Linked DNA regions of Mus musculus: regions 1, 2 and 4 are each linked to region 3. Evidence: chromatin contacts called from public HiChIP or PLAC-seq and promoter capture Hi-C data. All regions are on one chromosome and are shown on one strand. Each heading gives the region's core, a stretch centred on a gene start, on an enhancer-like site or on the middle of the called end of the contact. The rest is flanking DNA. Distances are from core to core; before and after follow the strand shown.

Region 1 (5,359 bases), core at 2,464-4,963, 58 kb after region 3:
CACTCAGCTCTGCTTTGGTAAGGTGGAGGCCCGTATAGACAACAGGTAAATAGTCCAGTGTAGCCGTGTTCCGGTAAACGTGAAATAACTAAAGCGAGGGGGACTGAGGCTATTTGTTGCTTTCCTCTCTGCTGGCTTTACCTCTTGACAGACGATGACACCACAGAGCTCACCGCTGTGACCTGAGAAGCAAGCACTCATCCACAACAACAGGGTGTAAACTGGTTGTCATCTTTAATACAAACGTGTTGTCCTGGAAATGAATATGTAAATTGGCATTCTTGTTTTTCCAGAAAACGTAAGTCTTTGTGAATTTCCTCTGTAGAACAGAAGAACTTGATGTCTGGAACTAGGTAAACAGTCAAAGGTCTGGCCTCAGTCTGAACCCTCCTGTATGAAGGTAGAAGGAAAATGTCTGCATGGCAGGTCGAGTTAAGGCAGGCAGAGCTCTGAGGTGAGATGGTTTGTTTCTTAGGGATGAATGCTTGTGGAAGGTAAGAGAAGGGAGCTGGTCGGGCAGAGGAAGGTCCAAAAGGTTTTGTCTGACATAGCACAGAATTCTGGGATAATACTATCCCAAATGGATCAAACTTACACCTCCGCTAAACACTGTCACCAAATGTCCCGAGCCCTGGGGAGAGGGAGCCTTTGGTCACCTCCGGGAATAAACAAGCAAGCAAACAAAACCGCACAACAAGTCACTGACTGTTTACCCAGAGCCAAATGTCAATTCTTTCCTTGGGGGAGATCTGGGCGGTTGATCTTCACAACTTCTTAAGAAACCAAAGTCTGAAAGTGCATTCTCCTGTAAGTTATGTCATTGACTGAGCCACCCGATAAGGAGCTTTAGAGCATTCAATGATTAATGATTACTTTTGTTATTTTTATTCTGGCCATATTTTTTTATATATAGAAATTTACCTTTTTTTTTAAAAGATTTATTTATTTATTTATTTATTACATGTAAGTACATTGTAGCTGTCTTCAGACACTCCAGAAGAGGGAGTCAGATCTCGTTACGGATGGTTGTGAGCCACCATGTGGTTGCTGGGATTTGAACTCTGGACCTTCAGAAGAGCAGTCGGGTGCTCTAACCCACTGAGCCACCTCACCAGCCCCTAGAAATTTATCTTTTACAAAAGTGAAAACACAGCAAGATAGTCAGACTGAATGAGAAATCAAGTGATTCTCTCCCACCCCTTCACCCCTATCTAATTTCTCCACCTGTTTCCACGCCCCAATTCCAAGGCAGCGGACATGTGTGGCCATGCTCCATGATTACATGGTTGTTAGTGATTTGAACTCAGATCTCCTTGCTCCCGCAGCCTATAGTCACTCACTGACACATCTTCCCAACTCTTCTACAAAGCAACTTTTGAAAAAAAGCATCCCTCTTAAGAATCTCCGACGCAGAGACTGGGGAGTGCTCTACCCGAGCGGGACATACACATCTGACCTGTGTGAGCTGGACAGCGGATAGCATCAGGGAAACAATGCTTCCCGGACACAACAAGGCAGTTGCAGGTATGGATTCACAGGACTGTGTCAGCGTGCACAGAATAGACAAGCTCAATCCTGACAAATCCTAGCGTAAGTTCCTTGTTAGTTACTTCTCTATTGCTGTGATAAGACACCGTGGCCAAGGCAACTTATAGAAGAGTTTATTTGGAGCTTACAGTTCCTGAGGGTTAGTGTCCATGGCCTTCATGGTAAGGGGCACAACAGCAGGCAGGCAGGAATGGCGTTGGAGCAGTAGCTGAGAGCTCACATCTTGATCTACAAGCATGAGGCAGAAAGAGTGCCAGAACATGCTAGAAATGGTATGGGCTCTTGAAACCTCAAAGCCTACTCCAGAGACACATGTCCCCCAACAAGGCCACTCCTCTAAGAGTCCCATCAGCTGGGGACCAAGCATTAAAATATATGAACCTATGGCGGTTATTCACATACAAACCACCACAGGGGGATGGTGGCTATGAAACCCCACCCTTAGCTGAGGCTCTGTTGGTATTTGGTAGCTGATGGGAGAGGACAGGTTAGTATTGTTTAATGATGAGGACCCTGGTAGGTTGACCACACACAAGGGTAGCCATGATTACTAAGATTGGTTTTCCTGGATGGGAGGAAAAGGAGGAGGAGGAGGAGGAGGAGGAGGAGGAAGAGGAGGAGAAAAGAAGAAGAAGAAGAAGAAGAAGAAGAAGAAGAAGAAGAAGAAGAAGAAGAAGAAGAAGAAGAAGAAGAAGAAGAAGAAGAAAACTCAATGTTGGTTGGGAAGGTGAGGGAGGGCGGAGTAGTTGTAGGAGAGGCTTGGAGAAGGGAGGTGAGTATGTTCAAAATACATTGTATCAAATTCTCAAAGAATTTATAAAATATTATTAAAAAAGAATCTCTGTGAATAATTGTAAAATAATCTTAGAATTAGTAAAAGCTACAGACACTAATGCATTAGAAAAGAGATAATTTATAAACTCCAAAATATGTTTAAAATTTCTTTTGGTCTTGGTCCTGGTTTTCTTTAAAGATTAATTAAGTACACATATTGTGGTTAAACTAACTCTTTCATAGATAACATATCCGCATATCTCAGGCCTCACATAGTATACTCGACAGTAATTGCTCTCTTAAGACAACAATGCTTAATACTCAGGAATCTCTGCTTTATGGTATTTTGGCTCCACTCATCTGTTTTGTTTGTTTATTATTTGAATAACTCATGCAATATTGATGTGCTTGTACTTTCAAACAACTTGAAGGTGGAATTGTATTTCTACTGCAGAATAACTAAAAATAAAGCGTTGCCCAGGAGAAGGAGGGAGAGGTATACGGCATTTGAATAGACAGTCAGAAATTGGTTTTGGTGATGATGGGTTTCTGGATTTTGGACCCTGAAGAACTGACTTTCTGGACAGCTAACCCAGCACAGAATCCCCTTAGCCAAGACTTGACAGCTGAGCTGGGTGGTGGTAGAACATGCTTTTAATCCCAGTGGCCAGGTGGATCTCTGTGAGTTTGAAGCCAGTCTGGTCTACACAGTGAGTTCCAGGACAGCCACAGATACACAGAGAAACCTTGTCCCCAAAACCCAAAAAAACCCCGCCAACCAGATAATAACAACAAACAAGTAACAACAAAACACTCAACAGCTGTAGCACACACTGTGGTGTAACCTGTACTGACTCAGGAAAGCAGTGTGTGCATTTGTGCGAACTGGAATTTGTCCTTCAGCTTAGAGGATATGGTTATCTTTGACAACTCTTAGGTTTGTAAAGATGAGTTTACTCTTATTTTATGTGTATGAATGTTTTGCCTGCATGTATGTCTGTGTACCATGTAGGTACTTTAGTATCCACGGAGTCCAGATTCCCTAAAACTGGATAGTGATATGGGAACGGAACCCAGGGCTCCTCCAAGTGGAACATGTGCTCTTAACTGCTGGACCATCTCTCCTGCCCTTTGTGAACTTTTAAAGCCATGTTATTAACAATACATGGCCACTGCTTGAACGCTGTGTGTCTGGCTGAGTTATCAGACCTTGTTTAGCAGTCTGAATTGCATTATTCTTCCCGAAATGAGGCTGCTACAGAGTGAAGCAAGGAATCTTTCTACGGAGTCAAAAAGAATTGTTTCTGAGAGACGCCTTTTATTCAGTTATTGCCCCACAGGAAATCAGGAGACTGCACCATGCCAGAGGAAACGTGTAGATCTAATTTCCTCCCAATGCACTCTGAGAGATAGGCTGCTATGAAACTCCCCTGGATGGCTGCAGCCTACTGTGAGCTGGATGTTTGAAGTCCTCAGTGGGATTCCTGGTGATGAGGGTGGCAAAATCTTTTCTGAAAAGAGTGGTAGAACCGTTGTCAAGTGCTAGAGAAAGAAACAAAGAAGGCTTGGGCTGGGAAACAGAGGACTCTGTCCTTTAGTTTCTCTTCTGCTCTGCACAGGGTTGTAGAAGACAAAATGACCTTGGTCACCCGTGACATACTGAGGGCTAGACAGGAAAATGGGTGTTAGGAAATTCTCAGTGCACAACAGGAGCTGATCGGCTGTAGAGCAAATATGTAAATTTCCACTGAATAGTTTTTATTTTTATAGGCTTTAGTACCCTTTAATACTTTCCATGCTGAGGAGGCTGAGGAGATGGCTCAATGGCTTGAATGCTTGCTTCAGAAGCATGAAGTCTGCCTCAGAAGTCAGGACAGGGAATCTGTAGACTAGAGCATGATCCCTGGCACAAACCTCAGAGTGCCACATGTGTCCCTGCACGTGAAAACACGCACTCACATGCACACCACACACACTCACATGCACACCACATGCACTCACATGCACACCACACTCAGTCACATGCACACCACATGCACTCACATGCACACCACACACACTCACATGCACACCACATGCACTCACATGCACACCATATGCACTCACATGCACACCACATGCACTCACATGCACACTACATGCACTCACATGCACACCACACGCTCTCACATGCACCACACGCACTCACATGCATATATGAAAATGGAAGAAGAATGAAATATTTTTCAAGTAGTAAAGCAAATGTTATCTGTGTTGAGCGGAAGGAAGGACTGGGCCTCTGCTCACTGCTGAACAGAGTGGGTGTGGTTCCCTATCCCACCTCTTGCCCTGGGGTCAGATTAGGAAGAGTCATCATAAAGTTGAGTGGACCTTATCTGAATAGAGAGCATCTATCCAGAGGCCAGTAGCTCTCCATCCAGATAAGGTGTCCACTCGTCTCTGTGACACAAAGTTGAGCACAATTGCTGGAGTAAAACAATTACTTCATAATAGTCTAGGAGATGAAACTGGAGAAGGGGGTGTGTCTTAGTTTGAGTTTATTACTGTCAAGAGACACCATGACCAAGGCAACTAGTATAAAAGTAAACATTTAATTGGGGCTGGCTTACAGTTTCAAAGATATAGATTCCTTATGTTTCCTAGAAAACATTTCAGCATTTCCTGAAATCTCTTAATATATATTTTAGTATGCTGGGATTCTTATTATACTATTTAATAGTCCTAATCACACACTGAAGGGTTATTGGGTTTCCACAATAGCACTGTAGAAAACTTGAGTTGATTGGCAGAGGGTTAGACCTCTTCAAAGGCATTAAAAATATAAACGGAGCTAGTCTTTTTGCTTCTGCTCATCACAGACACTAGCCGACCCACCGGCTTCCCGACCATGGCCAACCTTGAGCCTTCATCGCCATGAAGCCAGATGGAGTGCAGCGTGGCTTGGTGGGCGAGATCATCAAGGGATTCGAGCAGAAGGGGTTCTGCCTGGTAGCCATGAAGTTTCTTTGGGTTTCTAAAGAACACCTGAAGCACCATT
Region 2 (5,955 bases), core at 1,050-3,549, 36 kb before region 3:
CTGATTTGAACTTAAAATGATGCTGTAGGAAAGAAATGGTTGGCAGGTAATATTCCCACAGAGTTGTCATACCTTCAGCAACAGCAGACTAGGGTCTACATCAGTGTGTACACGAGTACCTGGACACTAACACTCAGGGCAACACTGCTCCTAACAGCCCTAAAGTCCTAAAGCCCATCAATGGACAGAGACACAAAACACAGGTACCCACATAGTAGAACCCTATCCAACCATGAACGCACAGTTAGCATTAGCCAAATAAGAACTGTATCCATTCCAGAACCGGGTTCCTCACCTTCAAGGACTCGGTGCCAATGGCCCTGTCATCACTAATGTGACATGCTTCCATCCTGGCATGTGTCCCCAATGCGCATGCTCCATTACTCCTATAATGTCCACCATCACAACCAGTCTGTGCTGTGTGTTTTTCCACCCATGCTCGGAGGATCACCCCTCTCCAATCGATCTCCTGTGTAAGGTCTTTTGTGGCCTTCTCTGGCCCCTGTCACTGCAAAGCCCTTTTGGCTGGAATGCTCCAGTGTGAAGAGCCCTGACAGCCTGCTGCGTGGAGCCGGCTCTGTTCAGCAGGCTGATGATCTTCAGTCAGTCTGCTGGGGCCTTAGGACGGTCTCAAGACCTCCTGTGATTTCGTTTAAAATGGTCCACGGGAAATGCCCAGGATAGGCAAATCCATGGAGAAGAGAGGGTAGGGGAGTGAGGAGTGCCTGCCCGTCATCACAGGCTTTCTTTTGGAGCGAGGAAAATACCGTGGAATTGTGATAAATTCTATGAATATACTAAAATCATTGAATTCAAAATGAAACAGAGCAGACTGAACCTCGTTACCCAACAGAGTTCACTCGGTGACAGGGCCGGGGCTTGAAGCTGCAGTGGGGCTCAGTGGAGAACAGTGGTGTATTGCTCAGGCATGAGAAGGAACACAGCAGCAGTGCTGCATGCGGCACGTGCTGGGGAGAGCAGTCATTAGCACCGAGGTCTGTGCCCTCCCGAGAACACAGCTATATTTAAAGCCACTGCCCTAGTGCCAAGCTAATCTTAGATCCGGTTTTACTAAACGGAGGTCTCCAAGTGCCCTCCGCCAACCACACTCCATTGCCAGGAGGACAACTACTCACACTGGCAGACATCCTCACCAACCACATGCTCTGGAGAAACAAATTAAGCAGAAGGAACTCGAGTTGTGAGCTAGCCTGGAGTGTGGGAAGGTCCAGCTCACTGTGGGTGGCACCATCCCTGGCTGGTAGTCCTGGGTGCTGTAAGAAAAGGCAGGCTGAGCAAGCCATGAGGAATAAGCCCATAAGCATTGCTCCTCCATGGCCTCTGCCTCAGCTCTTGCCTCCAGGTTCCTGCTCTGACTTCCCTCAGTGATGGGCTGTGATGTGGAGCTGTAACTTGGAATAAATCCTTTCCACTGCAGACTACTTTTGAAAATGGAAACTCTAGACAAATACCATCATAAAATGTAGAAATAGCTAAATGCGGGGGGCGCATATGATGTACTGAAATACTATCAAAACCATAAACTAAGCACTCCCTGAAATCACCTCCCTCCCCCTCCTAGGGCCTCTTGTAAATGCTTGTCATGGCCTCCTGATTCAGAATGCCCCTGTCGTGTGTTATCTGTGATGCAGCTGTTCTGGATTTTATATGGGGGACCCCAAAGCCAGTGAGACCATCTCCTCACTTTACCCAGAGTTCCTCTGCAGTACAGATGGCGGCATATGGCTCTGGCATCAGGTCAGTGGGTCAGCTAGCTTCTGAGAAAGTGCCCCTCAAGGTTTGAGCTCCGTTAATAAACCCAGGCAGGCCGCACACTGAGAACTTTATGCCTGTCACGATAGCCAAAAAAAGCTTCAGAAATCTCTAGGGTGTTTTCTTTTGTTTTTGTTTTTGCCTTAGACCTGGCAAAAGAGCCACAAATCCCAAGTCTGGGTAGAATTTACTAGGTCTGTGTCACTAGAGATAGGCTATCCCTTCAGGAATCATGGAAGCTGACACAGGGGAAGGACCCGTCACTACAACTTCAATCTTACTTTTCACAGTTTCCGTGAAAAACCCAAAGCTAAGTTCAAACCCACTCGATGGCATACTTTACCCATTGTTGAGTTTGCAGACATTTTACCATAATAAAAAGCCAGTGATATTTAAATACATTAAATTCCGAAGCAGTCGGAAGTGTGTGGTTGGCTTACATAGCTGGAGTCATAAATACAGTCAAAGCAGACATTACCTCGATGTTTTTACTGGCCACATTCTTCACAACAGCAGGGAAGAGTTCCGAGGCATTTTTCCCCTTCGCAATCATCTGCAGGGTTAAAGAGGACAATCAGGACAGAGCCTTTAAGTTACTAGCCTGAAGGCAAAACATGTTCTGGGAAGTTTTACACACACTAAATATTTGAAAGACTTTGTCACAAAGCAAGCTCCATGATAACAGCTAACTCTTTCCCAGTGTCAACCACATCTCGACTCCACACACCATGAATACATACGCTCTCGGGTTTCAACGTGAATCTAGAGACACACAGACACAGAAAGGGAAAATGTACAGTGGAACATGGGAGTGCACTGCTATGGCAAGAGGAGATCCAGGGTCAGCCTAGCCTGTGTGAGACTGTAGCAAACAGGAGGAGGAAGAGGAGGAAAAGGAGAAAGGAAGAGGAGAAAGGGAGAGGAGGGAAGGATGAAGAGGAGGAGGAAGAGGGGAAGGGGTAGTGGGAAGCAAAGAAGTACATGAAGGCCTGCAGACTGATCCTGCAGGCGCTCTCTCTCTCTCTCTCTCTCTCTCTCTCTCTCTCTCTCTCTCTCTCTCTCTCTCTAGGTGCTCTCCAGATCTCCCAGGGTTCTACATTAAAAATGTAGCACATGAGCAATGAGCACAGGGAATTTTCCAAGCTCTCTAAAATTCTCAGAGGGTCTCCAAGCTCTAATTTTCAGAGGCCTCTTCACTAGTGCCTCTCCCTCCGCCCACTGAAGGTCTGTGTACCACCACTGTGTCAGATGCCCAAATGCCGAAGACTTCTTTCGCTCTTAGGAATCCCATTTCTACAAACCAGGATCAGTTCCCCAGAGCTCCACATCCAACTCCCTACCTAACTTCTCATCAGCAGCTGTCTCTCTCATCTCACGGTCACGCTGCCTAAAAGCAAGCTCGGTCTTCAAGATAAAAGATTTAAAGACAAAGCAAAAACACATTACAGGAGGAATGTACTCATTCCAGCGATTCTCCTAGACAACAAACACCACAGAAAGGTCTTGTCCTCTTCTCATGTCTATACAGCAACCAGGACCTGGTTCTCATTCTTAGATCACTCCTGAGAAGACGTCTTGGCTGTTCTGACCCTACCTCAGGCCAGCATCATCTCGCTGAGGACTTCCCCAACAGTTCCTTCCCTTCCTGCCTGTAATACACACCACTGCAAGCTTATTATGGTGTAGCCAAGGGCAGAAGGCTTATCTATCATGCACAAGGTGCTGGGATCAGCCCTAGTGTCAAGAAAGGGGGGAAAAAGCTGTCCCCCACCCTTGCTCAGGTCAGCCTACTTCAAAAGAGCCTGACAATCCAGGGCTCAAACTATTTCAGTGACTCCTCCAATGTCCTCTCGGCTGCCCTGAGATCTCTTCTTAAGCTCCTTGGTCTACACAGTAAACCAAGTCCTCTCTGGTTCCATTACCATCACAGGTGCCACCAATTCATTTGACTTTTCTACAGTCAGTCTTCCAGACATATCCCCCCCTCACTGAAGCCATCCCCCTTGTCAGAATCAGCTCCCAGAATCTGCAGTCCACACTCTGGAATTTCCCACAGCTACAGTAGATTTCTGGTTGCTTATCTTTAGTTTATAGCTATTTATACTTTTTATTTTCTTCTCGTTCTCAAAAAGTCCAGCTAAAGTGGTATGTCAGCTTTATTATGTATGAAATATATGAGTGATATAGAAATACTATGTGATATTTTATGCTTTATAATTCCAGTATGAAGTCATAATTCCTTTCTGTTGAGACATTTTTAAATGTTCAGTAAGGCTCCTGGGCATAGAACTGCATGTTTATAAGCCCAGCATCTGAGGCAGGAAGGTCTGAGTTAACCTGGACTACGTAGCAAAAAAAGAACAAAATAAACATCCCTTATTGCAATCTCATCTTTTATTATTATATTTCTCTACTTGTAATATTTTTACTTGTATGTTTTGTGAAGCTTACTAAGTATCATAGAAAATTCACAAAATACTGCAGCTACAACATTTGGCTATGACTTATAACCCTCCACTTCCTCATCTCTCAAGTCCGTGCTCTGTAAGGACCTCATCTAAGATTGTCACATTAAACACTATCCCAGGGCTAACTCAACTCTACAGTGTCTTCAGCCATGTAGCCCCTTCGAATACACATGCTGTAAACAAGAAATATCATACCTGAGGGTAGCACAGACAAAACGAGAGAAAAGTGGGGAGCCCTGCGATACAGAAGGAGAGGCAGGGCTGCTGTTTCTCCATAAAGTGGTCACACAAGCTCTCCTTTCAGGAGACGATGAAGGAGGGGGGAAGCGTGGGATGCAGGAAGAGCAGTTTCCAGAGCAGACTCTGTAAGTAGGAGGCCAGAGCAGCCAGGGTGGGGTATGCAGAGGAAGAAGGATGTGATGTCACAGCTGGGGGACCATAGGCAAAGGAGGTGGCTTTCCATGGACACCTAAGAAGGAAATGTAGTCCACTGCAGAGCTCTGAGCAGAGGACAAGCTTCACTGGACTTGCATCTCAACATCTTTCCAGATTAGTGTGGGGAAGAGAACAGGAACCACACAGGTGTCTTTAACAATTACGGGACCACTACCGTCCTCCTAGGGAGACAGGTGAGACAGAAACAGACTAATGTGAGTAAGACAGGAAAAGGCCGACACAGGAGTAAGAGCAAGACGGAAAGATGAGGGGAGCGGCTGTGATGGAGATGAGCAATTGAGCCAGCTACTGAGACAGCATGACTGTATGAAAATGAATGGTTTGGGGGAACAGAGCCAACTGTGTCTGCACTCACAAGGGGATGACATCACTCATGGTATAGCCCTCAGTGTAGGGAGAACCAACAAGACGGCTGACGACTCCCTGACCTCAGGTGAAGAAGGCCTTACTAGCAGGCTACTGAGAGCAACAGGAGCCTTAGCAGCAGCTTGGGCTGTTTGGGAATTTCCACAAGCATCTTTTGCCAACAATACAACTAAGATGTAACAAACTCCTGGCACAGCAGCCTTGTCTTGGAGGCAAGAGATGTGTAGTTGGGTTTTGTCTCCCCCATTTATGGTGATTTCACTTCTACTTCCTTCATATGTGTTTACATTTAAAGAAGCTGCTGCTGCCTGGCAGTGGTGGTAGACACCTTTAATTCCAGCACTTGGAAGGCAGAGGCAGGCAGATTTCTGAGCTCGAGGCCAGCCTGGTCTACAGAGTGAGTTCTAGGACAGCCAGGGCTACACAGAGAAACCCTGTCTCAAAAAACCAAAAAAAAAAAAAAAAAAAAAAAAAACTTCAGAGATATGAAATGAAGTCACTCAAGCTTTTTAGGTGCCTGCATAAACACAATTTCCACCCTTATAATCTACGGATTTCCATGAAGGCACACCTCTTAAAGATCACTGCTACAACATGGGATCTTCTCCTAACTGGTAACATCCGATTCCTCACACTTAGTGCAACTGTTGTTACAGTCAGCCATTCACCTTCCCACTGCCCCACTTTAAACAGCCTAGCCACACCTGAGCTCCGCTTCACGGATGGGTTTCAGACTCTGCTATGAGAAGAGAAGAAAGGATTTTAGCTCAAATGCACAGCACTGTCTGCTCACAACTGTAAGCAACAAGATCACAAACAAAAATCCTTAAATACCGTTAGGTAAAAACGGGGTTACACGATTGCCTTATTTTGTCTTCAAAATGATGGATTC
Region 3 (5,528 bases), core at 472-2,971:
AGATGCTTACGCGTCAGAAAGGCTGACTAAGTGTACCCCAAGTCACAGGCAAATTCAACAACTGAGACCTTCTACTGAGGGAAATGTGGAGTTACCAAAAACTCCTTGTTGGATCAATCAGTCACACAAATGCACACAAAGACAGAAGACATCTATTATGTTTTACACTTTCATATCCTGAAAATAATGAACACAAAGATAATTAATATGCTTTATACAAGATGTTAATCAATAGAGTCAAATCTTAATCTCAATTTCAGCTACTAGCACCTGGGAGGCAGAGGCAGGAGAATGGCAAGTTCCAGTTTGAGGCCAACCTGAGCTACAGAACAAGATTGTCTCTAACCACCTTCCCCACCAATTATTATTTTAGTTACACCTCTTAATATCCATAAAACTATCAACCAAGTTTCCTTACCTTAAGTGGGTAGAATCTAGTGATAGTCTATTATGTTTTACTATACTGCGTAACAATAAGAGAACAAAAATTTAAAAAGAATGTGTAATGGCATGGTGGTGTGTGCACTGGAGTAGCAGAGGCAGGAGGATTTCTCTGAGTTTCAGGCTAGCCTGCTCTACCTAGTGAGTTCCAGGCCAGCCAAGGTTACACAGTGAGACCCTGTCAGAAAGAAAAGGGAGGGGAACGACAAATAATCTAAGTTGTCATAATTCTGTACATTTATCCACAGCCCATCAACACGCCAAAATGTAAAACCCAAACTAAAACAGAACCCGCTAAGGATGTTTTCAATTCTTGGCGGTATTTGACGCGAACCATAAGTAACTTTTTACAAAAATCAGTATACACGGTTGGTGCTTATTTTTAAAATTCATACTATTTGTAAAGAACTAGAACTGGGTTTGGTTCACAACAACACTCTATTTAAATATTATCTCAGTGCTTCAGTGGGGGCGGGGAAGTACCCTGGTGCAAAGATCATCACATGAAAAACGCCAAAGGTGGTAGAAAAAATAAGTTTGTCATTTATACAAAACCCCCAAACCACCGCTTAGTCCCTACATTATAGGGTCCCAATAAGCAGCAGGCCCACTCCCCACTCCCTTCCCCAAATACCCTCGTCACCTTTAAATAAATGACTTTCTCGAGGTCTGATCCTGTAGACCTCAAATTCACTAGAAGTTCAAAATTCAAACTCCTGTGCGCAGCCCAGATCAACTCAGTCAACGGTTTGGGAAGTGGAACCTCGGCTCACCAACTGGTTTGCTTTTTCCCCCCCACACACACCAAAGTTTGAAGACCACAGGCGCCGCCTTGGGCGTCCCCAGACGTCCCCAACAAGCCCCGCACCCGGCGGGGCCACCCCCACCCACCCACCCACCGACCCACCGCAGCGGGGGCGGCAGGGAGGTTCCCCAGGAACCGAGAGCAGCCCGGGCGGCCGCCTCGCGTCCCGGCAGCGCTCCCGCACCCCGAACCCCGGTCCTCACTTCTTCCAATCGCTGCTGAAGAGGCCGAAGGCGCCCGAGGGAGAGATGGTCGAGGTGGCCTCCTGCCCGAGCTCCGCCGCCTCCCCTCCTCCCGACTGCTCGTTGTAGGCGAAACTGTTGCTAGACATCGCGGGCGGTGCTGGCCAGCAGGCGGGTGCGGGAGAGAGCGTGCGGGGTCCTCTACGGATGGCTGGCGTTCGGAGGACACCGAACCAAACTAGTTCTGGGGCGGAGGGGGCGCGCGCCGGCGCTTCCGGGCTCGTCACTGCTCCGGCTGACCGGGCGGCCCACCCCCTGCGCGTGCGCACTGTGTCCGTGCGGGCCCGCGCCTGCCGCTCCCGGTGCGCTAGATTGTCGCGCTCCGGGTGTTAGGGGCTGCCGGGAAGCTACACTCGGGACCCTTAACAGGAAGCTGGGGTTTTGCACCGGGTCAGCCGGAGAGTCGTGGGCACGTAAAGAACTGGATATGAGGCCCTTGGATGCGTTTTGGTGGAGGAGATCTCAGATCCTCCAGGGTTCGTTGCTTCTCTTCTGCTGTCCACTGATCGCTCCCCGATGGCTCCTGAAACGCGGTGCACAGGTCGGAAGAACTTGGCTTCAGCGGCCACAAGCTCTCAGCCCTCGAGGCTGGCTTCCGCCCCTCTCACAGCCAGAGTGGCCTGACGTTCTAGACGTGAAAGCTCCTCCTTCGGAGGAGGCTTTCAGGATCTGCGCGGAGGCGATCATCCGCCTGCAAGCTTTGCCTAAGTTTTTCCTGGGGCCCGAGGTTCTTACTTGAAGTTCGAGGCTTGCGTCCTGCCCGCAGTCAGCTGCCGCGAGCTAAGCCTGGGCCAGAAGCTGGAGTGCGCTCTCCTCCGAGCGCCGCCTGCTTCCACTCTTGGGCAAGTGGCTTTCCAACAACACCTAAGCAGCAAGATGGGATGGTTTCTGGCTGCAGAACTGCAACCCTTCTGTCCCGGGCAGCTTTCCAAGAGGACCCTCACCAGCCTCCCTGGTGACTACCGTTCCTTCGTTCCTCTTTCCCTACACATGCGGTCCAGAAAGGACTGAATACCTGCAGCCCTGCAGCAAATCACCAAAACCCAAGGGTAGCACCAGGCAAACACCAAGGTCCCACCAAGATTTCTCGACTTGACTGAAAGATTGCGTTGTCTCTCGGAAAACACGCTCCTCCTTAGTGCTAGGAGAGAGAGGAGCAATCAGCCTCCAAACTGACCAAACGTTGGCGGTTAATTAGCTTTTCAATACACCTATCCAGACAGTGTTCGAGCATCGCAAATATGTTTCTTCCCAGTGTTGATGATATTGATAGATTTGTAGAATCTCTCCTACGACTGACTGATCGATGGTGATGATACATAACAAGGTGTTATATGATGCTTAGCTTATACCCCAGACACTATACTAAGTGGTGTGCATGGATAAATTCATTTACTACGGGAAGACACTAGGCTTTGCTTATTTTGTCAAGTAATGACAATGTGAACACATCCTCAGTACAAAATATACCTGAGTATATAATTGTTTTTATTTTGGAATGTAAACGCTTTTACTAGATATTCTAAATTGCTCTCCTACCATTTACGTATGAGAGGGATTTCCTCACATTCTCATAATTTTGTCATAATGTGATATAGATTTTTGTGTTCTAATTAATTTTTATATTCATGTTGATAATGAATATGATTATCTTTCATGTGAGTTTTTTTTTCACATGGACATGTTAATCCAATTTATCTTGAATAGTTCATTTTCTTTTTATTATTATTTTATTAGGTATTTTCTTTTTTTTAAGATTTATTTATTTATTATATGTAAGTACACTGTAGCTGTCTTCAGACACTCCAAAAGAGGGCATCAGATTTCGTTACGGATGGTTGTGAGCCACCACATGGTTGCTGGGATTTGAACTTGGGACCTTTGGAAGAGCAGTCAGCACTCTTAACCACTGAGCCATCTCACCAGCCCAGATATTTTCTTTATTTACATTTCAAATGCTATCCCGAAAGTTCCCTATACCCCCCCAGAGGCCCCCCCCCCCCGTCCTGCTCCCCTACCCACCCACAATAGTTCATTTTCTTATGGAAAGGGTTTATTTTGTTTTTAGAGACAGGGTCTCACTCTGTAGTCCTGCCTGGCTTCGAACTTGCAATCCTCCTGCCTTAACTTTCCAATGTTGTGACTATAGCCACGCACCAGCACACCCCACTTGAAAAGGGCCCATTCTCAAGTTTCATTCTTTAAACAAGCTGCTTTATTTTCATTGGTTGTTTTGTTTTCATACAGACTCATGTAAACAGTTGACCTATACTTTGGAAAGTTGTTGGGGAAGTCTTGGTTTATTTTGTTTACCTTGTCCTTCGATGGTGTGGGGTATCAAGGCTGTATGATTCTCAAGAAACATTACTGAGTACTTATTTTCTTCCTCCTTCCTCGAATATTTTATATAAGATATAAAGCCTGTGTTCCTTAGAAAAACATAAAATTTTCTCTCTGTGTGTCTTAGTTTCTATGGCTTCGATGGAACACCATGACCAAAGCAAGGTGGGAAGGAAAGGGCTGATTTATTTGACTTATGCTTCCATATCACTGTCCATCATTGAAGGAAGTCAGGACAAGAACTCACACAGGAAGCTGGAGGCAGGAGCTGATACAGAGGCCATGGAGGAGTGCTGCTTACTGGCTTGCTCCCCATTGCTTGCTCTGCCTGCTTTCTTATGGAACGTAAGACCACCAGCCAGGCATGGCACCACCCACAAAAAATTAGGCCTACATCAATCACTACTTAAGAAAATGCCCCATACAGCAGCTGTTCTCAACCTGTGGGTCACAAGTCCTGCAGGTGTTGCTTATCAGATATTTACAAATATGATTCATAACAGTAGCAAATTTCAGTTATGAAGTAGTAACAAAATGATTTGATGATCGCGGTGTACTGGCTGGTTTTGTGTGTCAACTTGACACAGCTGGGGTTATCCCAGAGAAGGGAGCTTCAGTTGAGGAAATGCCTCCATGAGATCCAGCTGTAAGGCATTTTCTCAGTTAGTGATCAAGGGGGAAAGGCCCCTTGTGGGTGGGACCATCTGGGGGCTGGTAGTCTTGGTTCTTTAAGAGAGCAGGCTGAGCAAGCCAGGGGAAACAAGCCAGTAAAGAACATCCCTCCATGGCCTCTGCATCCACTCCTGCTTCCTGACCTGCTTAAGTTCTGGTCATGACTTACTTTGGTGATGAACAGCAACATGAAGTGTTGGCTGAATAAACCCTTTCCTCCCCATCTTGTTCTTGGTCATGATCTTTGTGCAGGAATAGAAACCCTGACTAAGACAGCATGCAAACTTTATTTTGCATAAGTTATAAACTTGAAAAAGCAGAAATCTGAATAAACTAACTATTAAGAAAAAAAAAAAAAACTTTAAAAATTCATCAAAAATCTGCCGCCAAATGTCCTAGGCCAGGGGAGAGTTGCAAAGAGGGCTCATCAGCTGACAGTACTTGCTGCATAGTTAAGGGGACCAGAGTTTGTATCCCAGCACCCATATCACAAGCCAAGTGTCCAGCACATGGCTATAGCACTGGTTCTGACCTAGGCAGAGGAAGGAATTGGGGCTTGCTGGTTTCAAACCTTGCTGAGAAAACCAAGCTCCAAGTTGGAAAAAGACCTTACCAAAAGAAACTAGGCAGAAAGTGATAAAGAAGAGCACCCACCTTCTTTTTCTGGGCCAGCCTGGTATACGGAGCAAGCACCACACCTTAAAACAAACACAACAAACAAACAGCCGGCAGTGTTGACACATGTTTTTAATCTCAGCATTCAGGAGGCAGAGGCAGGAGAATCTCTATGAGTTCAAGGCCAGCCTAGATGAGTTCCAGGATTATGTAAGACCACATTTCAAAATTAGATAGATAGATACATAGATAGATCAATAGATAGATAGATAGATAGATAGATAGATAGATAGATAGATAGATAGATATTTGAAGTGACCTTGTTTGAACATTAACTGCTTTAAGTGCTTGCTGGCATAAAGATTTTGCCTCTGTGAGAAAATACTAGCCCAGCTAAGTACAAATAGACGTAG
Region 4 (6,032 bases), core at 370-2,869, 37 kb after region 3:
AGCCTCTATTGCAAATACTTGGATCTGATGTTATCCATGGGAAGCAGCATAGACAGTACTTAAATGAATGAATGTGGCTGTGTTCCAGTAAATATTTTATTTGCAAACTCAGGCACCAGCCAGATATGCTGGCCTGAAAGACATAGTGTACAGACTCATGATCTGGCCTTTTCAATGATCTTTACCGATTGTCCCTGATTCCACCCTTCCTCATGAGTTGGAGACATTGGTAAAAGATAGGACCTTGAATAAGGTAGAGGGAAGGAAGGTTGAGTAAAGACAAAGGAATTAGTGAAGAGAGGCTGAGCATTCAGACCATCTATAGCTGTTCTTAGTTACAGAGTCCAGAGGCAAGCTGTGGCGACATAGGGCTGGGGAACTCAGGAATACAATGATCTTCTTATCCCTATGTCCTGTGATCCTTAACTTCATCCTGTGCAATATTTATCTGGGCTTCAGACACTCCTCCTACTCAGTGTTTTCTGGAATTTTGAAAATGCTGTTCTGCACCCCAAATACTCCCAGAAATCCCTCTCCTCTGCATCTCACTGATTAAGGCTCTTACCAATCTTCTTTATACCATCTCAACTTAGTTAATACTGGCTCCAAAATGGCTTCTCTAACAAGGTTTTTGATTGGCTTGGACTCTTGAACTCTGTGAGCTCCTCCTGCACCTGACACTAGTTCTCCATCACTATTCATCCCTAAGGCAAGGTGGAATTTGTAATACCATACAGTAAAATAGTCTGTGGAAGGGGATAGAGTTTTCCTGTCTGAGAAAAAAGAGGTGTTGTGTTGAGAAATTTAGTGAAGGACCAACCACATTAGGGAGAGCAAGAGTGAGCCCATAGGGTCTGCTGTATGTAAATACCCAAGAAGTTCCAAAAGGGGCAACTTAGCGGGGTCACAATAGGTAAGGTGTGTACCCCAAAATAAAGTCATCCAGAATTTATTTGCGATGAAGATGTTGGGCTATAGAGAATTACAGTAGGGCACCAAGTAACTGACATTGTTTTTCTTAGCCAAAAAGGAGAGCGATAAGGCAGGGCTAAGACCCTAGAAGTAAGATGAATGAACCGTGCGTGACATACCTAGTGTCAGTCAAATGAATCAGTCAGCCTGAGGCAACCTCAAAAAGCAGAAGCTAGGGAAGTGAATGCTTTCACGGTCCTTCCTACTTTCAGTGACTCCTTGTGCTGGGCAGTTTTATGTCAGCTTGACACAGCCTAGAGTAATTTGGAAAGAGGGACTCTCAGTTAAGAAACATGCCTCTATAATTGGCCCTAGGCAAGTCTGTAGTACATTTTTCCTTTTGTCATTGAAGTGGGATGGATGGCCTAGCCTACTGTGGGGTAGTGCTACCCATGGGCTGCTGGTCCTAAATGCTAGAAGCAAGCAGACTGGGCAAGCCAGTAGCCTCTGTGGCCTGTTCTTCTGCTGTTCTTGCTTCCAGGTTTCTACCCTGGTTTCCCTCAGTGATGGTTTACAAACTATAAAGTGAAAGAAACCGTTTCCTCCCCAAGCTGCTTAGGAGCATGGCATTTTGTCACAGCAATAAGAACCCCAAGACAAACCCAACGGGAAGCCAGGAGAACAAGAGTCCACACCCAGACTTCTTCTCTTCAGTGAGAGGAGTAGTAAGGAACGAGGCTAGAGACAGGTGGGTTATATCCTGTAGAATGACCTACACTGGATAGGCCAGGGTTGTTCTGGAAAGACCTGGCTAGACTATCCAGAGGGTTGACCAATCAGAGGCATTGATTTCAGAGACAAAAGAAGGAGGAGTGACTGTGAAAACCTGGCTGACTGGTGGAAGTGTTGTGTTTTAGAAAAAGAAAAAGAAGCCAGGGATATGTTTGGTGGAGGTGCAGTATGGTGGTGGGGTGGTGGTGGTGGGGTGCTCTGTGGGCCTATGCTGAGGCATCCCTTCCCTAGAGTTTATTTAGGTCATGGGGAGGGGAGTTGGAGGAGAGAGAGAGAGAAAGGGAGAGGGAGAGGGAGAGGGAGAGGAGGAGTAGAGGCTGGCCATGAGCATGTGGAGAGAGAAAGGGGGAGGAGAGAAGGGACAGAGGGGGAAGAGAGGAAGAGAAGAGAAGAGAAGAGAAGAGAAGAGAAGAGAAGAGAAGAGAAGAGAAGAGAAGAGAAGAGGGGGCAAGCAGCCCCTTTTAGAGTGAGTCAGGCACACCTGGCTGTTGCTAGGTAACTGTGGGGCAGAGCTAAATGGTACTGATACCCAAGGCACATGCAGTGAGATCCTGTGTGCTAAGTGAGTGAGAAGCAGCTGGGAGTGTGGTTATCTGTGAGTTCTTCAGAGAGAAGTGAAGTAACCTGGAAAGTGAAGGACTCCAAAGGTTAGGAAGACTGGGCATTAGGCATCCTTAGTCTGGAGTTCAGGAGACCTTAGATGAAGAAGCAATCAAGTGACTCTAATTTTTCTTTAAAGGCTTCCTGGAGAGGGATTAGCCTTTTGTGTATTGTACAGTAGGGAGCTTTATATTTAGCAATGGATTTCCTAATCCTGTCTCACAGAAGGCTCATCACAGCAGGTGTCCCAGAGCTTGTGTGGCCCTGGGCTGAGAAAGAGGTCTGGGTGGGAGCTGGATGGTTTCCTGGCCCCAGCTAAACTTTATAATATTTGAATCTATGTTAGCGTAGAGGATCTAAGATTAATTCTCCCCTTAATAAAAATAACCATGATAGGCATCACAACCCCAGAGAAAAAATTAAATCTGGCTTATGATGAGTTAAATCTAATAAAAAATACAAAGATTTTGTCATTGCTTTAACACGTCCTCTCCCCCCCCCCCCCCCGTCCTCTTTCATTTCCGGAAATGAATTCCTATGAAGCAAATCTATAAAGGGGCGCTACGGCAGCGCAAACACCACGGAATGACATGGTGGAGGCTTGACTATTCGGCTCACCAAGGGGAGAAAGGGGTGTGAAAACTCATTACAACAGGGACAGTCACACAGCTCACACAGCTCAGTCTCTCCTCTCTTTTAAACTTCCTAATGAAAAAAAAGTTGAATTCACTTTTGAATGAAAAGCACCCCCATGCTTCCACCAAATAGATAAATTAGAGAGATTTCTCCCCCTCCCTCCCCCCCACACACATTTACTTTAATCTAAAATGCTGTTATCCTTTGGGATTTATTGTATGGTTTCTCAGAAGATTACATCTTGGAAATCTTATTCTTAAAAACCACAGGTAGCAGGCATGCCTTTACGTGAACTGGTACATTGAGAAGGAATGGAATTTGATTCAACACCTGTTCATGTCTGTAGATTCTGTACTCAAAATATTGCCCCAAAATAAATACCATAATAAGCCACTACTTTATTTTGGATTTTAAGATAACATTCATTGCAGACATTAGTGTTAGTTTTATATTAATGAAATAGAAAAAAATGATGATTTTGTAATTTCAATAGCGTTTATCAGTGCTATATTTTTCTTTCTCTAATATAATAGGTTAAAAATTCTTTTGAGGGCTGGTGAGATTGCTCAGCGGTTAAGAGCACTGACTGCTCTTCTGAAGGTCCTGAGTTCAAATCCTAGCAACCACATGGTCACTCATAACCATCTGTAATGAGATATGACGCCCTCTACTGGAGTTTCTGAAGACAGCACAGTGTACTTACATATAATAAATCAATAAATCTTTTTAAAAACTTCCTTTGAGGGCTGGAAAGATGGTGCAGCAGTTAAGAGTACTGACAGTTTTTCCAGAGGACCCAGGTTCAATTCCCATCACCCACTTGGTGGATCACCCTGACACAGACTTGTCTTATGGATGGTCGAGAAACCCTGCTGCTAAGCTTTGAGTCTGACATCACCGGACAGCCCTGAGCCCCTTTGTCAGCGGGGCTTCCTCTTCTCTGGGGGATCCTGGACCCCACTACCTGAGGAATGTCACATAGTCCTGAGCCTGAGACTCCAGGATGCCTCCCAGTGCTAATGAGGTGTCTCAGCAGCCTCAGCCTCCAGCCTTTGCGCATGCTGGATATTCTCACACCCTTCCCCAAAACTATATAAACCTTGGTTCACCCCGAATAAAGCATACGCATATAAGCCCATCCTGAATAAAGGTATATGCAGGAGCTAAGATTATCTCAGAGAGCTGGTTCATTAAAGACAGTCGGAGAAGGCCTTCACCTAAGAGAGCCCCACCACCACCACACACTCACTCCCAGCAGACGGGAGATCCTGCCCATTCCAGACTGCTTCAACCTTCCAGCCCAGTGTGCAGCAGCTTGGACAGCCTGAAAGGGAGAAATCGGAGGACTTAGATCTTTGAATACAAATTTAGAATTTTATTATTTGTGTGTGTGTGGTGATTTGAATGAGAATGGCCCTCATTTGAATGCTTGGTCGCAGGTTAGTGGAACTGTTTGGGAGAAGTTTGCAGGTACAGCCTTATAGAAGAAGGTGTGTCACTGGGGGTGAGCTTTGAAGCTTCAAAAGCCCTCACCAGTCTCAGTGTCTTCTTCTCTGCCTTCTGCCTGTGTACCAGGATGTAAAGTTCTTAGCTACTGCTACAAAGCCATGTCTGTTTGCTTCCTACCACGATGAACATGGATTAACCCTCTAAAACTGTAAGCAAGCCCCAAATTAAATGCCATATAGATGTAGATATAGATATATAGATGCTTTGGTCCTGGTGTCCCTTCACAGCAGTAGAACAGTTACTAAGACAATGAACTATATTAAAATAGTGTCCTTTTACCACAAAGTGTTGTGGTGTGGCATACACACATATAGACAAACACATGTGTAGTGAGAATTTTGGCTTCTTTAAAAACCCAATTATGAGCCAGACAGTGGTGGCGCACGCCTTTAATCCCAGCACTTGGGAGGCAGAGGAAGGTGGATTTCTGAGTTCGAGGCCAGCCTGGTCTACAAAGTGAGTTCCAGGACAGCCAGGGCTATACACAGAAACCCTGTCTCGAAAAACCAAAAAAAAAAACAAACAAAACAAAACAAAACAAAAACAAAACAAAACAATTATGTTATGGAAGTATGTTTTTGTTTTAATCCCAGGTGTGTGGTATGGAGCTGCTTCAAACTGTCCATAGCAGCTGACTGTGATTTGTCTCATGCTCTGGCAAGGGCATCATTCTACCAGCTGAAGACAGTTTCTGTTCGGAATTCTGGGGACTCTTGAGAATGTATAAGAAGGCCACAGCCCTTCAGAGAGGCCAGCGACTGCTGCTCTCCCTGCTGCTGGTGGTTCTGCTGTTCTCCCTACTGCCAGCGACTGCTGCTCTCTCTGCTGCTGCTGGTTGGACCAGCGACTGCTGCTCTCCCTGCTGCCAGCAACTGCTGCTCTCCCTGCTGCTGCTGGTTCTGCTGCTCTCCCTGCTGCTGCTGGTTCTTGCTATTGTGTTTGCTCTTTTGCTGCTTTTGCTGAATTGCTGGCTGGAGATGCCTGACCATGAGCATTGACTTTGCCCCTAGAGACTCCATGCCCTTAGTCAGCAGGAAGTAGTCTAAGGAGATCTGGGCTCCCTTTCCCTGTTAACATTCTTTCTTCTCTACCTAGTGTTTGGGGTTGGAAGGGATTAGGGTGGAGAAGGGTGGTAGATAAAGTAGACAAAAAGTATGGTTACACACATGCACACATAGACACACACATATAGTTACACACACATACTAGATAAATAGATGTGTGTATATATGTGTGATATATGTATATATATTTACATATTTCACATATAGATAGATGATAGTTAACAGATTGAACCTTGAAACTAGCAATGACACATGACTTTTCCCCTTTTGTTCCTAAATTCCCTAAGTTTTTTGTGCTTTTTTTTTTCTGTTCAGAGTCTTTGTGCTCACTTTATATAAAAGCTATAATGGAGCGGGCTGGAGAGATGACTCCACATGGTTAAGAGCACTGGCTGCTCTTCCAGACAGAGGTCCTGAGTTCAGTTCCCAACAACCACTTGGTGGCTCACAACCACCTGTAATATGAACTGATGCCCTCTTCTGACAGGCAGGTGTACGTGCAGACAGACTACTCAGTGG

What was found. Promoter capture Hi-C pulls out the DNA fragments that hold promoters and counts their contacts. HiChIP or PLAC-seq counts read pairs in DNA pulled down with a chosen protein or histone mark.
Region 1: a contact with region 3 is called in a promoter capture Hi-C map of macrophages, with 7 read pairs. The contact joins the enhancer-like site here to the promoter of Ap3b1 in region 3. A contact is called at or near these places in 17 of 39 promoter capture datasets (the 3T3-L1 cell line, 3T3-L1-derived adipocytes, the HPC-7 cell line and 11 more), 1 of 15 datasets of contacts at CTCF or cohesin (the NIH/3T3 cell line), 11 of 484 Hi-C or Micro-C datasets (the AML12 cell line, LSK cells, bone marrow and 8 more), 7 of 115 datasets of contacts at active chromatin or transcription factors (the HPC-7 cell line, bone marrow-derived macrophages, embryonic stem cells and 2 more) and 3 of 9 other capture datasets (adipose tissue, macrophages and pancreatic islet).
Region 2: an H3K27ac HiChIP or PLAC-seq map of trophoblast stem cells shows a contact between it and region 3, with 11 read pairs. The contact joins the enhancer-like site here to the promoter of Ap3b1 in region 3. A contact is called at or near these places in 1 of 39 promoter capture datasets (macrophages), 3 of 484 Hi-C or Micro-C datasets (forebrain, granulocyte-monocyte progenitors and nephron progenitors), 9 of 115 datasets of contacts at active chromatin or transcription factors (the HPC-7 cell line, the SCID.adh cell line, cardiomyocytes and 4 more) and 1 of 9 other capture datasets (adipose tissue).
Region 4: a contact with region 3 is called in an H3K4me3 HiChIP or PLAC-seq map of bone marrow-derived macrophages, with 2.7 times the contacts expected there. The contact joins the enhancer-like site here to the promoter of Ap3b1 in region 3. A contact is called at or near these places in 1 of 39 promoter capture datasets (macrophages), 8 of 115 datasets of contacts at active chromatin or transcription factors (the HPC-7 cell line, the SCID.adh cell line, bone marrow-derived macrophages and 3 more) and 2 of 9 other capture datasets (adipose tissue and pancreatic islet).

What each region holds. Positions count from the first base shown.
Region 1 is chr13:94,299,710-94,305,068 of GRCm38.p6, reverse strand. Gm38653 (a long non-coding RNA gene) reads left to right here. Exons shown (of 3, transcript XR_003950583.1): 3 at 152-2,173. It also overlaps the pseudogene Gm5668. Among named protein-coding and RNA genes, the nearest start is that of Gm38653, 4.5 kb to the left of the region's middle. Within about 2 kb of position 3,713, at least 19 of the 459 cell types and tissues checked have an H3K27ac peak or open chromatin away from gene starts, as enhancers often do. A contact at or near this core is called in the HPC-7 cell line, bone marrow-derived macrophages, granulocyte-monocyte progenitors and 4 more, where this site is marked.
Region 2 is chr13:94,391,090-94,397,044 of GRCm38.p6, reverse strand. It overlaps Ap3b1 (adaptor-related protein complex 3, beta 1 subunit), which reads right to left. Exons shown (of 27, transcript NM_009680.3): 3 at 2,252-2,326. Among named protein-coding and RNA genes, the nearest start is that of Ap3b1, 35 kb to the right of the region's middle. Within about 2 kb of position 2,299, at least 17 of the 459 cell types and tissues checked have an H3K27ac peak or open chromatin away from gene starts, as enhancers often do. A contact at or near this core is called in trophoblast stem cells, where this site is marked.
Region 3 is chr13:94,355,153-94,360,680 of GRCm38.p6, reverse strand. Ap3b1 (adaptor-related protein complex 3, beta 1 subunit) reads right to left here and starts at 1,721. Exons shown (of 27, transcript NM_009680.3): 1 at 1,450-1,721. The coding sequence starts at 1,577. It overlaps Gm9776 (predicted gene 9776), which reads left to right and starts at 1,758. Exons shown (of 1, transcript NR_045619.1): 1 at 1,758-3,934.
Region 4 is chr13:94,317,803-94,323,834 of GRCm38.p6, reverse strand. No RefSeq gene overlaps it. Among named protein-coding and RNA genes, the nearest start is that of Gm41022, 14 kb to the right of the region's middle. Within about 2 kb of position 1,619, at least 19 of the 459 cell types and tissues checked have an H3K27ac peak or open chromatin away from gene starts, as enhancers often do. A contact at or near this core is called in the HPC-7 cell line, bone marrow-derived macrophages and trophoblast stem cells, where this site is marked.